3 separate regions of the Mus musculus genome follow, and all the other regions are linked to region 3. The links are chromatin contacts, called in public Hi-C maps. All regions are on one chromosome and are shown on one strand. The core of a region is the stretch at or near the end of the contact, and the rest is flanking DNA. Distances in the headings are between cores, read along the strand shown. Region 1 overlaps Ttc7b (tetratricopeptide repeat domain 7B). Region 2 overlaps Ttc7b (tetratricopeptide repeat domain 7B). Region 3 overlaps Dglucy (D-glutamate cyclase).

The links. A called contact is a pair of places that touch in the nucleus more often than the background predicts.
Region 1: a Hi-C map of the N1E-115 cell line shows a contact between it and region 3, with 10 times the contacts expected there. The contact joins two enhancer-like sites. A contact is called at or near these places in 3 of 484 Hi-C or Micro-C datasets (the G1E-ER4 cell line, the N1E-115 cell line and cerebellum), 2 of 115 datasets of contacts at active chromatin or transcription factors (double positive thymocytes and embryonic stem cells) and 1 of 9 other capture datasets (embryonic stem cells).
Region 2: a contact with region 3 is called in a Hi-C map of pro-B cells, with 4 times the contacts expected there. The contact joins two enhancer-like sites. A contact is called at or near these places in 2 of 15 datasets of contacts at CTCF or cohesin (the NIH/3T3 cell line and large pre-B cells), 17 of 484 Hi-C or Micro-C datasets (B cells, the G1E-ER4 cell line, the HL-1 cell line and 6 more), 3 of 115 datasets of contacts at active chromatin or transcription factors (T-cell acute lymphoblastic leukemia, embryonic stem cells and memory CD8 T cells) and 2 of 9 other capture datasets (embryonic stem cells and liver).

What each region holds. Positions count from the first base shown.
Region 1 is chr12:100,335,314-100,339,303 of GRCm38.p6, reverse strand. All of the region lies in intron 17 of Ttc7b (tetratricopeptide repeat domain 7B), which reads left to right. Among named protein-coding and RNA genes, the nearest start is that of Gm51958, 12 kb to the left of the region's middle. Within about 2 kb of position 1,398, at least 45 of the 459 cell types and tissues checked have an H3K27ac peak or open chromatin away from gene starts, as enhancers often do. A contact at or near this core is called in the N1E-115 cell line, where this site is marked.
Region 2 is chr12:100,480,875-100,485,193 of GRCm38.p6, reverse strand. The region is part of intron 3 of Ttc7b (tetratricopeptide repeat domain 7B); the gene reads left to right. Gm36375 (elastin-like) reads left to right here. Exons shown (of 2, transcript XM_006516439.4): 2 at 1-4,319. Among named protein-coding and RNA genes, the nearest start is that of Gm36375, 12 kb to the left of the region's middle. Within about 2 kb of position 2,788, at least 16 of the 459 cell types and tissues checked have an H3K27ac peak or open chromatin away from gene starts, as enhancers often do. A contact at or near this core is called in pro-B cells, where this site is marked.
Region 3 is chr12:100,837,287-100,841,245 of GRCm38.p6, reverse strand. It overlaps Dglucy (D-glutamate cyclase), which reads right to left. Exons shown (of 13, transcript NM_145448.5): 4 at 2,548-2,746. Among named protein-coding and RNA genes, the nearest start is that of Gm36572, 54 kb to the left of the region's middle. Within about 2 kb of position 1,850, at least 77 of the 459 cell types and tissues checked have an H3K27ac peak or open chromatin away from gene starts, as enhancers often do. A contact at or near this core is called in the N1E-115 cell line and pro-B cells, where this site is marked.

The DNA of each region.
Region 1 (3,990 bases), core at 149-2,648, 500 kb after region 3:
CAGAGTAATGAGACAGCAGTCGACCAGACGGAGAAGAGCATCACGGAGAAGTGTGGTTCCACTTCGTCATGGCGAGTGATGGCTTTACATCCCCACACCTTAATGAGTAACACAGTCCGAAAGGAAATGCTCAAACTGCATATTTTACCCTCTGTTCCTCAACACTAGTTTTGAATATTTTTTTTCAATTTTTATTATTTTATTTACATTCCCCTATTTTTGAATTTACAGTGGGAAAAAAAAAGTCCTGATTGAGACAATCTTTTTCAAATATAACCTTTCTTTGCTATTTACATTTAGTCAATATTAATTTAATATAATTTTTCTTAATTACTTCTGGGGCACCTTTCTTTAAATGAGAATGAATGGAATTATAAGCAGTTGGCAAGTCAGTATAGATGTGGGTGTCCACAACAGGGAAGCACCAAGCTACCCTGTACCATGTACTGCATGGTACTACAGTCATGGGTAACCATGCCAGGCTTAGAGCAGCCTCTCCAGGCAGAGGGCTCTGAGTAGCTCCAAAGTGAACATGCAGTATGGTAGGTGAGCTGCTGAGGAAACTTCTGTCCACTGTAGTCCTCCAGAAGGTACTGCCTCCAACCCAGGACCACCAGTGTGGATCACCCTGACAGCTGGCTTCTCCTCGCATGCTCATGAATGGCTTCCCTTCATGCTTGTGTGTGACCACTTGGCCTACCAGCCTTGGCAGTACTGCTTCAGCCTCGCATGCCTCCTGGAGACAACATAGCCTCTCCTTGCTTCGTGGACTCCTGTCCCAAAGCTTTCCCCTGGAAAGATCTTCTCCTTCTCGGGAGAAGACATTTTGTCTGTTGTTAACTTATTGAAACTCTGTTAAAGTGGCTGGGGAACGGATTCATGTTGGAGCTGTGGCAGTGGGCATCTTAAAATATTCTTCCCTCAGGGTAAAATGGAAGTTCTACTGAGAGTGGTGGCCAGCGTTTATTAGAGAGTCCAGTGGGAGGCAGTATGGGCTGTGGGGATTAGTACAAGGCAGCAGTTGTCTGCTAAGCTGCTGTGGCCCTGGCTTTACTATCACAGTGATGGACATGCACAGAGGGAGGAGAAAGACAGTGATGCTCACAGATAAGGAAGGTGTATGATAACAGTAGAGAGCCACTGCCTCAGCAACAGGATGGCCTTGTAGGAAAGATAGGCAGATCAAGTCTAATCCCTTGGGGACATTGGGTCAGAACTAAAACGTTTAATATAAAGCAAACAGTATAGATAGCATACCTAATTTGGTGGCTGAAATACGAGTGGCCTCTCTCATCTCTTCTTCCTCCAAAACCTGAGAGCCGTTGCTGATCTCATCAGGACATGCTGGGATGGAGGAAGCAGGTATGGAAACAAGAAGGTCACAGCTGCCAGCAGGCTGCAGTGTTGGACAGATGGCATTTCTAAGCCTTGCTTAAGAGACAGTCTTTTCCTATTAACATGAGAATGTTTTAAGCAAGCTGACTGGCAGGATCCTTAATCATTCAGATTGCTGTTAAGAACTCAGGATCTTTAGGAGGGGAAATTACTGCTTTCTCTCCTTGCTCTCATTGGTTTGGGGGCACAGCTTCTAGGCGTGGACACTGAATGAAGTCTGATGTGGGATAACACTGAATTGTTAGGGGGCAGGGAAATGAGCTCCAAGCTCCATTAACGAGGGATTGCTACATGCCTGATGCCAGAGTGCCTTGGGTTCTTCTCAGAAAAGAGGTGAGGAAGGCAGCAGGTATGGGCTGCAGCAGCGGAGGTGGAGAGGATGTGGGTGAGGAATGGGGTGTGGCAGCCTCATGCTCCATCACTCTCTCATGTTCATCACATGAAGCAATCCAGTCAGTCCTCCAGGGCTGGGCTCCTGCCAAGTGTCTGTCCTGTGTATCTACTGCTGTCTCCCTTTTAGTAAAGGATGTTTATCACACATAGCGTGACAAGTGTCCATTGCTCCCAGCTCTGGGATAAGCACCAGTTCACCAGGTAGACAAGATCTCATTTGCTCCATGCTGAGAAGACAGAGGCATGAAAGGAATCCCAGGGGTCTTCCAACCACAGCTGCTTGTCCAGTCCCACCAGTTAAAAGGGGAGCCAGACTAGAATGTGTGCCCTTCATTCAGGGTCCCTATTTGTGAAAGAGCAGGGTGACCACACCTAACTAAGCCTCCTACTTTCACCTAACAGAACTGTTGCCTTTAGGGTCCCTTTGAATGATGAACTCTGGTGGCTAAGTAGAACTCATATATAGTCACGTTGAAATCTGTATGAAATCAACCACAGGCCTCTCTTTCCATACACATGAGCTTGGCCAAAGCTTCAGCTGAAAAGCAATTGGAGCCGACTGTTGCTAGTGTCCTACTTATGGCAGGGTTTCTGAGCAGCTCTGGATGTGAAAGGAAACCTCAGGAGGGCCCAGAGCCTAGATCTGCAGTCCCTGGGATCTGAGGCCTTGGTTCTCCACCCACAGAGAAAGGTCTTCCCACCCTTGTTCCTGGTATTCTCCACCCCAAGGCAGCCCAGCAGAACCTAGACAAAACTGGACTGGGATAAGAACAGTTCTTCAACATCCCTTCACCTTTTTATCAGGTGTCCCAGGCAGCACAGAGGGGAGGAGGAGGAGGGTGGGTAACAAAATCTGTGAGCCAAGGAAATGCAGGCTGCCCAGTTTCAGGGCATCTTAGCCCTTTGCCATTTGAGCACTTTGCTCACAAACCCTGGGCCAGCTTTTAGGGCACAGTCACCTGCCTCCGCCCACTCCAGCCAAGCTGATCCTGCGGTGGCTTGTCCCAGCCGTGCCATAAGGGAAAGGATGCTTGTCTCCTTGGCAGGGCCTGGCAGCTGCAGCACACGGCACTGTGCTCCCTGGGTCACAGCACTGATAAGCACTTCTCAAGTTAGTGTGATAAATAAGAGATGCAGAGCAGCCTGGGCATGGTGCCTGGCTCATCTGTTGAGCCTGATAATTTGGAAACATCCCTCCAGAGTCTTGGATTTCAAGCTGGAAATATGTCCTTTAGTCTTCCTTCGGGTTTCTTTTCCAAGACTCTGTCTCCACTATTCCCCTGGGTCATGCAAAATGTGCTTTTGCTGTGGTGAGGGGGAGGTGGGGGGGGAAGGAGTTCCTTAAAGACAGATGGAGAAGCAGCATTTCTACTGTGCCCACGTAAGTCACAACCACAGTATATATTCCTGCTTACCTTGTCAGTCCTATTCCACAGTAAAATAGCTGCTGTTCTGTTGTGCTGTTAGTGATGCCTCCGAACTCTAACCAGAGGAAGACTCACTTGCTATGTTACTGCAAAGAACAGTGGATGCTAACTCTGGCCATGGCTACCTGCTATTAGAACCCTCTGACTCCTCTACTATCTATCCCAGGTTCATCGCAGCAAGGCCCTTGTGATACATGTAACAAGGAATTGACCGAGAACAGGGAAGGGTTCCTGACCACCCTCCTCATCCTCTCTCTTTGGTGGTTTAATTGTATTAGAGAGAGAAAGTCAATAAATGACATCAGTGTTTAATTCTGTTCCTGAGATTTCCAGCAGTGTGACAGATACACTGAAAAAATCCTTGGAAGTCACGAAGGTCAGGGCCTTCCCCCATTACGAGACCAGAGAACACTGGCTGTATCTTCTGAGTGCCATAGTCTATGACCTCTGAACAGCATAAAAAGATGTCTGCTCACGACTCTTTTATTTACTCTACAAGCGTCTGCCCAGTGCCTTGAGTGACTTGACATTACTGAAATGACTTTGAAAAACCCTAAACAGAAGATACCTTGTCGTCTTTTAGAACCACGCAATCAAATATGGAAGGCGGGTGCATCTACTTTGCAGCCTGTAGACTGCATGGTGATAACGACACTCACGTGCAAGGACCCAAGGCCTCGTGTTCTGAAGGGACAGCAGGAGGCTCGCTGCAGCCTTCCTTCAGGAGGTGGCCTTTATGGCTGGGTGTTGAGGTTGGGGTTAGAACCAGACAGTG
Region 2 (4,319 bases), core at 1,539-4,038, 360 kb after region 3:
GGTACAAATTTATTCCTTTGTGGAGTTCCTGTTATTCTAGAACCATTTGCTAAGGAGACAATTCTTCTTCCACTAAATTGTCGTACTATCCTTATTGTTGAATATAAATGTGATTGCTCCTCTCTGAGCTCCCTTGGCCACTGAATCTATCCTTTGTACTGCAAGGTCATTATCCCTGTGTCCTTGTAGTGCGCTTTGAACTTGCAAAGTCATCAGATAGGCTTTTCCTTCTCAAGATTGTCTCAGCTCTTTAGAGTCCTTGTATTTCCATGTAAATTTTAGGACAGATTGTAAATTAGGGCAGGGAAATTTTGATCAGGGCACTGTTGAATCTGTAGGTGATTTGGGTAGTATTGTCATCTTCTAATCCATGGACATGAAATGCCTTCTTTCATTTAAAAATATTGTCTAGGGTTTTTTTTTTTTTAAGATTTATTTATTTTATATATGTGAGTACACTGTCACTGTCTTCAGACATACCAGAAGAGGGCGTCAGACCCTATTACAAATGGTTGTGAGCCACAATGTGGTTGCTGGGAATTGAACTCAGGACCTCTGGAAGAGCAGTCAGTGCTCTCAACCACTAAGCCATCTTTCCAGCCCTTGTCTAGTTTTTTTTTTTTTTTTGGATATGTATGTCCATTTAAACATTTTATTCTAAGTATTCAGTTCTTTTAAGTGTTACTCTGAGTAGGATTGTTCCCTGGTCTCATATGAGATTGCTAAGTGCCATTGGCATGTGGCTGGTTTCCTTGTGTTGCTTCATTTTCCACAACCCAGATGGACTCTGTTAGCTTGGAAGGGTTTTTAAAGGTATGTTTTTAGCGTTTTCTATATAATATTATAACATCTGCAAATACAGATGGTTTTATTTCTTCCTTTGTGTCTTTTCGATGCACATCTGCATAGCTGGTGCTTCCTTATGTTCTCATTAATGGCGGCGAATGGAAGTGACCGGAGCAGACATCCTTGTGGTAGGGGAATTTTATGATCAAGTTTGGGTTATTGAGTTTTCTTTTATGACCTTTACCAACTCTGAAAAGTATTCTTCTGTTTCTAGTTTGTTGGATTTCTAAAAGTCACGCATGTGTGCTAGAGAACACAGGGTACTTGTTCCCCTCCGATGTGAAGGTCCTGTAATCGGTGTGCCTCATCCTTTTTGTATGTTGGTTTCCGTATGTTAGCTCAGTCTTGTATTCCTGGGATCCATCCCATTTGGTCATGGTGTCTAATCATTTTCTGTGTAGCTGGGTTTGGGGTGTTAATCTTGTTGAGGCTTTCTATAGCTGTGTGCATACAGGACACCTGTGGTCTCCAGGGGAAGGCTTGACTTTGTCATGAAGACTGATGTCAGAAGATGAATTGGAGAAGTATTCTCTCCACTTTGGTTTTTTGGCACTACTTAGACATCCACGTGTACCTGGGGTTTTTTGGGTTTTTGATTGCTAACTCGGTCTCTTGTTACTCTGTTACCTTAGGCTTTACCAGCCTCTCCCGCTCTTCACAGCTCTGCGTATGGTGTCTGCTGCCATATTGGTGTCTGTTGTGGTGGGTTTTTTTTTGCTTTGGTTTGACTTCCTTTTGGAGACAGTTTCTCTCTGTTGCCCAAACTTGCCTTGAGCGCTCAGTCCTCCTGCCTCTGCCTCCTGAGTAGGAGTTAAAGCTATGCATCATCTGGCTGTATGGCACCAGATATCCAGCTAGGGCATCTTTACAATGGACCTCCGAGCTAGTCTATAGGGACAGACAATCTTGGCTGTTTTTAGCTGGTTCCAGTTTCAGGATTGACAGCTTTGCAGATCCTCAGCATTTCATCCTTCAGTGATAATTTGAACAGTGTTTTGCCCATGTTTTAAAGCAGACTCAGTGTGCATAGTCAAAGCAGACAACCTTTACTGTGCATGCAGTTGATTGACAGCCCTTACTGTGCATGCAGTTGATTGATTGACAGCCCTTACTGTGCATGCAGTTGATTGACAGTGTCAGTCTAGTGAACAAATTCTGCATCTTCTCTTGCCAGGAAGCTGCCACCTATTGGCAAGTTTTAAGGATGAGGCTAGGCTTGAATGAATGGATAAGTAAGAATGATCTTTCTGCGCAGGGCAAAGAGAAGCTAGGAAGGAATTAAACAAGACTGGATAGGAAGGGATTAAAGACTGCAGGGAAGGAGGCTTGTGGGAGGCTGTGAGCGACCCCTGGGCTCCTCCTTCCTCTGTGTCCTACCTCTCAGAGGCTCTCTTCTGCAGGCTGCACTTTCCCAGGGTCAGTCAGCTGCCTTGCGGCTTTGGCCACCAGAAGGCACTGCTGGAAGACATCGGGTAGGATGAGAGAAAAGTCACAGTATGTCCAGCTCCTGACAAATGAAGTGTCCCTCTCTGTTTAACTCCCACACAACGACCCCAGCTTCCGGGCCCTTTCAACTCCACCTCCTCTCTCTGGCCTTTCCAGCTTTTGGGATGGCAGCAGCTTCCTGCTGGTGCCAGATTCCGGGGTGGGTGGGTAGCCATGTTGCTTTTCTTTTTCATCTTTCATCTCTTATGCAGACAGTTCCAAGCATCACATCCCTTTCATTTCAAAAACTAGCATGCTTCCTCTGTTCTCATTGGTCCCACCTGATACCAGTGGTACAGCCAAGGCCTAGATTCCAAGTAGAGGGCTGCACCAAGGCCAGGGCAGACACGTCAGAACCGGGAGGTGTTTGAAAGGGAAGTGGCAGGCAGTGGGGACAAGCTGTGTGTAAGGGGCTAGCGAGACAAGTGTGTGTGGGAAGCGTGAAGGTAGTTCCAGCCCATTAGACAGGAACGCCCAAAGCAGCTGAGCCTCAGCCTCGGGAGGAGGCTTCCCTGGACCTTAAGGAACCTATGGGACTGGAGCTGAAGTGAGGAGTTCTGATCACCCGGGAGTCTGCTCAGCCTAAAAGGATCTCTAGGGTCCTGGCTTATTGGTCAGAATTAAAGGCTTCTTGGTATATAAGGTGGGGTGACTGGAGCTCACTGTGGAGAGCCACAGTGCAGGAGGAGAGCAAGGACTGATTTGATGCTCCCAGTGGTGACAGGGTTATCTGGAGGTAGGGTACTCAGTGGAGCTCTGGTCTCAGGAGAGAGGGGTCTGAGTAACATGTGACTTCCCCTCTGTGTGCTTCCTATTGCGGCAGGTGATGTTCACGTACGATGAAGGCAGCAGCTAGACAGAGACCTGAGTGTCAGCTCAAGTCAAGCTGAAATTAAAAGTCCACAGTAGAGTACAAGTGTCCCTGTGCTCAGAGCTTGGGTTCCCAGTGAGTTTTCTGCTGAATGTAGGCACACTTTTTTTTCCTTCCAGAGTTGTGGCCGGCTCCCAGATGGCCAGGCTGGCCTCATATCCTGCTGTGTTCTACCCACCCACCCCTTCTCCAGGCCGCCTGCTGCCCACTCACCTGCCCCACCTCCTCCAGGCCCACTCCCTAACTGGCTCTGTCTTCTTCTAGCTCGTTGCTGTTCTCTTGTCCCTTAGCTCTGGTCTCAGGAGAGAGGGGTCTGAGTGACATGGGACTTTCACCCTCATTGACACTGTTTGTTGCATGCAGACCCCACCCTCCTCCCGCTGGTTCCACACAGTCTAGGTTGGCACTCTGCTTTGGTTTAATCGTTTCCCTTCTGCCACTTGCCTTTCCATAACTGTATCATTAATTAATTAATTCATGGGATTAGCAATTACACGGGCACATGGTCTAGGCTGGGCAGTGAAGCTGTGCCATGTCCACGCTGCTTGCCTTGCTTCTGTGTACAGAGGAGGGGTGGAGCTGCCTCACAGGCTACCCTACCCGCACGAGACCGTTTGTTAGCTTTGCCCTGGCATGCCGGGTACACAACTGGTCATGAACTCTACTCGGATAGACACTGGTTGTTAAGTCGGAAGTGAGGGAATTTCAGCGTGTCTGAAATCCTGTCTATTTAGATGAATATAGATGTGGTCCAGCATGCTTTGAAGCACATAATCTTGTCTGTGGCTCCTTTCCTGCTGACCCTCACCTCCAGGTCTGTGGACTGCCTCCCATCTGTCTGGCTAAAGAGCCTTTGTAATGCAGTTAGCTCTTGCACTGTGGCAGTCGGGTTCCTCCTAGAATCTCCTAGGGGCCCGGACTTGCACCAAGTCTGATTTGGGCTATCACCCGGCCTGGCTCTTGTGTTTTGACTAATTGGATCCCAGGTGCAAGCCTTGCTTGGTCACAACCCCTCCTAGTCTTCTGTGGCTGCCAAACCATGTCTAGTGCTCATTTTCTTCCCCCAGATATTCATGATGTGTTGGAAATGAAGAAGAAAACACACACACCCATATTT
Region 3 (3,959 bases), core at 601-3,100:
CTAGGGTGCAGGAGGGGGGAGCCTTATTCATTTTTTTCTTTATTAATCTGTCAACATCACTTTGGCAGTCTGGCACACATCTAAGCTGGACAGAATAATGTTTTCACCACATAAAAGAAAATTCAGGATGGTGTGTTGCCTGTTGTCCCAGCACCTGGGAGGCTAAGGAGATGGGGAGTTTGAGCCTTGACTGCAAGGAAAGTTTTAAGGTGATTCTGGTAACACAGTGAGAGACTGCCTTAAAACAAACACACAGACGGGGCAGCAAAAAGGTGACGGGAAGAGAAGAGAATCAAATGTTCCAAAGGAAACCACTACTATTTCTGATGTCCAGATGTAGTTACCAGAGCCCCAGAAAGAATATTATACTTTCCCACTAACAGCTAGGAGGACAGAATGGCAGATCTGTTACTGGAGTATCAGTATACAGGGTGTTTTGAAACTCTCAAGAACTGTACTGTGTTATGCTATTTGTGAGATACTTTATCATCCTCAGCATTCCAGGACATATTGATCCAACAGCCCTTTGTGGCCAACAGTCAGAACCAAAGGAAATGCTAACTTTCAGCCGAGGTTTATAACACACACACACACACACACACACACACACACACACACACAATTTTCCCACCCAGTGGCGGGCATGGTGGCTCACGACTTTAATCCCAGCACTTGGGAGACAGAGGCAGGCAGATTTCTGAGTTCAAGGCCAGCCTGGTCTACAGAGTGAGTTCCAGGACAGCCAGGGCTACAGAGAAACCCTGTCTCAAAATCAAAACAAAACAAAACACCCCAAAAAACCAAAAAACAATTTCCTCGCCCAGTCTCATGGGTCTCTAAATGTTCTTTCTCCATGGACCTCAAGAAGCTGCGAAGTTCTGACAGAATCAGGCAAAAGCAAGCAAACAGCGCCAGGAACATCGGCTGCCTGATTTACTTCTAGATCCCACAGGATGAGCCTGTCCCTGGATGCCCCGGTCTTCCCTTCCAAGATTCTGCACAGGGCGACCTGGGTGACTTTCACTGGTGGTATACTTCTCCCCCTGCAGTGGGGCTTACGACAGGCTTAGAACGCAGCCAGGATCAGGATCCCCTGGGACGACCTTGGCTGCCACTTAACTGGCTGTTACCACCCTGGCAACTGTAAGATGAGGCTCTGCTGTGCTGCCAGCCCAGTGTCTGTATGACAGCACCTGGGACAGAGCAAAGGCACATGTAGGCCACTCACAAAGCCAGGCAGGGCTCCTGGGGACTGAGACACCTCTGTTTAGGATGGGCCATCTATCCAGGCCATCAGTCAAATTCAAGGTGGCTGTAAGAGCCATCTCTCTCAGGGCCTAAGGGCAGTGGGGTGAGTTGTTACAGACAAAACTGTATGGCAGCTGTGGGGAGAGGGGGCAGTGACGTGTCATGGATAATTGACAGGCTTTGGTGAACATATATGGACGTCTGTGCCTCTGTACAAAGCTTTTTTTTTTTTTTTTTTTTTTTTTTGGTTTTTTCGAGACAGGGTTTCTCTGTATAGCCAATCTCATCAACCCAATCTTTTGTGCCTCGAAGGTTACTACAGAACTGCAGGGACCTGACGCAGTCCAAGCCTCTTTGGCAGGAGTCAAAGTGGGGAGGGACACTGTGACAAACAGCGCTCAAGATGAAAAAAGTCCAGCCACTGTGAGCAGGGAAGTCTGGAGGCTGGTCTTGTGCACAGGGAGGCCTGGAGACTGCTGATCAGCCAGAGTGCTCAGACTTGTCCCAACAGCATCTGGGAAGGAGGCAGAGGAGGAAGGGCGCCACTCTTCCCCACGTGACTGGTTTCAGCAGGAAGAGAAGTGCATCAACTCGGCCACAGGGACAGTCCCTAACAGCAGGCGTGTCCCAGGAGAGGCCACCCTTCTGCCGTTAACACTCTGTGCTCACATCAAAACTGGCCATGGTGACACCCTGTGCTTGTAATTCTAGCACTGGGAGATAGAGACAAGAGCATCCCCAGGGCTCTCTGGCAGAGAGCCTACCCTTAATCAGTGAATCCCAGTAAGAGGTCTTGTCTCCAACTCCACGGTGGGGCCAGTGAAAAGACTCATCAGATAAAGGCACTTGCTGCCGTGCCTGGTGACTTGAATTTGATTCCCAAGCCCCACGAGGCAGAGGCAGAAGGAGAGAACTGATTTCCATAAGTTGCCATCCAATCTCCACACAAACATTGCACTACCAAAATCACCCCTTCCCCAAATAAGTGTAACTTAGCAGAAAACAATGTGTTCTGCTCCCGAAGAGTACTAGTTGACCTTTAGCCTGAACATACATTCATATATACATGCCCTCTCTCTCTCTCCAAATGTCCAAATGACTTTGATTGACATTGCACAGCCATATCAGAGGCAGGTGGGAGAGAGACTGACTCAGAGGGTAATGGTTTTACCTGGGAGGGCGACTGAGCTAGGGCTGACCTTAGGGCTTCTGATCCCTGAACCAACATTCTCTCCACCATCGGAAACTACAGAGTCCATCCACATTTTCAAGCTGTTTTGCCCAGGGGCATGGCCTTACCTTGTATGCTCCTGCATGGCTGGGACCTGTTAGGTCTCTTCTGGGGATCCCTGCCTGCTCCAAGGCCTCTTCTATGGAGAAGCTGCAGTCTATGATGAAGGTCACCATTTCTTTTAGTTGTTCTGAGTGCTCTTCCAGTGAGGTCAGGATGCCTGTGCAGGTGCCAAACTTGTATTTCTGCAACTGTGGACAGATGGTCCTAGGGACACAAAGAAGTGCTCACAGGCCCCTGAGGCGCTTTTTTTGTTTTTGTTTTTGTTTTTAGAGACAGGGTTTCTTTATGTAACAGCCCTGGCTATTCTGGAACTTGCTCTGTAGACTGGGCTGACTCCAAACTCATGGAGATTCATCTGCCTCTGCCTCCACAGGGTGTACCACCGTGCCCACTCGGCCAATACTGTGTTTATTAGAAGGTCAGAGAGGGGCTGGAGAGTGGTTAAGAGCACTGACTGCTCTTCCAAAGATTCTGAGTTCAATTCCCAGCAACCACATGGTGGCTCACAACCATCTGCAATGTGAGCTGACGTCCTCTTCTGGTGTATCTGAAGACAGCTACAGTGTACTCATATACATTAAATAAATAAATCTTTAAAAGAAGGAGGAGGAGGAGGAGGAGAAAAAGGCAGAGGAGGGACTCTCTGATACTGACACGTCTAGAGCTCTCTACACTGGGGAGCGCTTGGTTTTCAAGTCGGGGCTTTGCTGGTGTTCCTGAAGCATGACCAAACCAGAACCACTGAATCAATGTGTGCATAGCATAACCTGTGGGTCCCACCCCATCCCATTTCCTGAACCTCAATGTGAGACCAGTCAGACCCACAAGAATAAAACAATGGTGGACTTTCTGCAACAGGGAGATGCTGTTGGACCCAGAGAAACTTTGGTGTCCTCTCCCATGAGGCTGAAAGCCTTATGTGGTACGAGCCTCAACCCTGTTCACCCCAAATCATTGCTGGGTTATTCCTCCTTTCCAGCCATGTGCCAGGGGATGGGTTGTAGGGATGGCCAGGGTGTGACTCCACATTCAGACACCAGCTCCATGGAGCAGCAAGTGTCTGGATAGGGAGAAACACAGAGCAATGAGGCACCCTCCTCCTCTACTGCTCTACTTTGGATCTCAAGTCTCCCCTAGAGGCCCATAGACTGAATGCACCATCCCAGCTTGTGGTGGTGGTGGTGGCAGCTATGCACCTTTAAGAGGTGGGAACTAGTAAGAGGAAGTTAGGTCATCGGGTATATCCGCTTTTAAGATGAGGATGTTACTTCGCCATCCTCTCTCTCTGCTTCCTGAGTAGCTTGGCTCCACTCCATCTCCCCTGCTATAATGTTCTGCTTTGCCACAGGCCCAAGCTGTAGCCACTCAACCATAGACTGAGACCTCCAAACCAGCAAACCAAACAAACCCTTCCTTC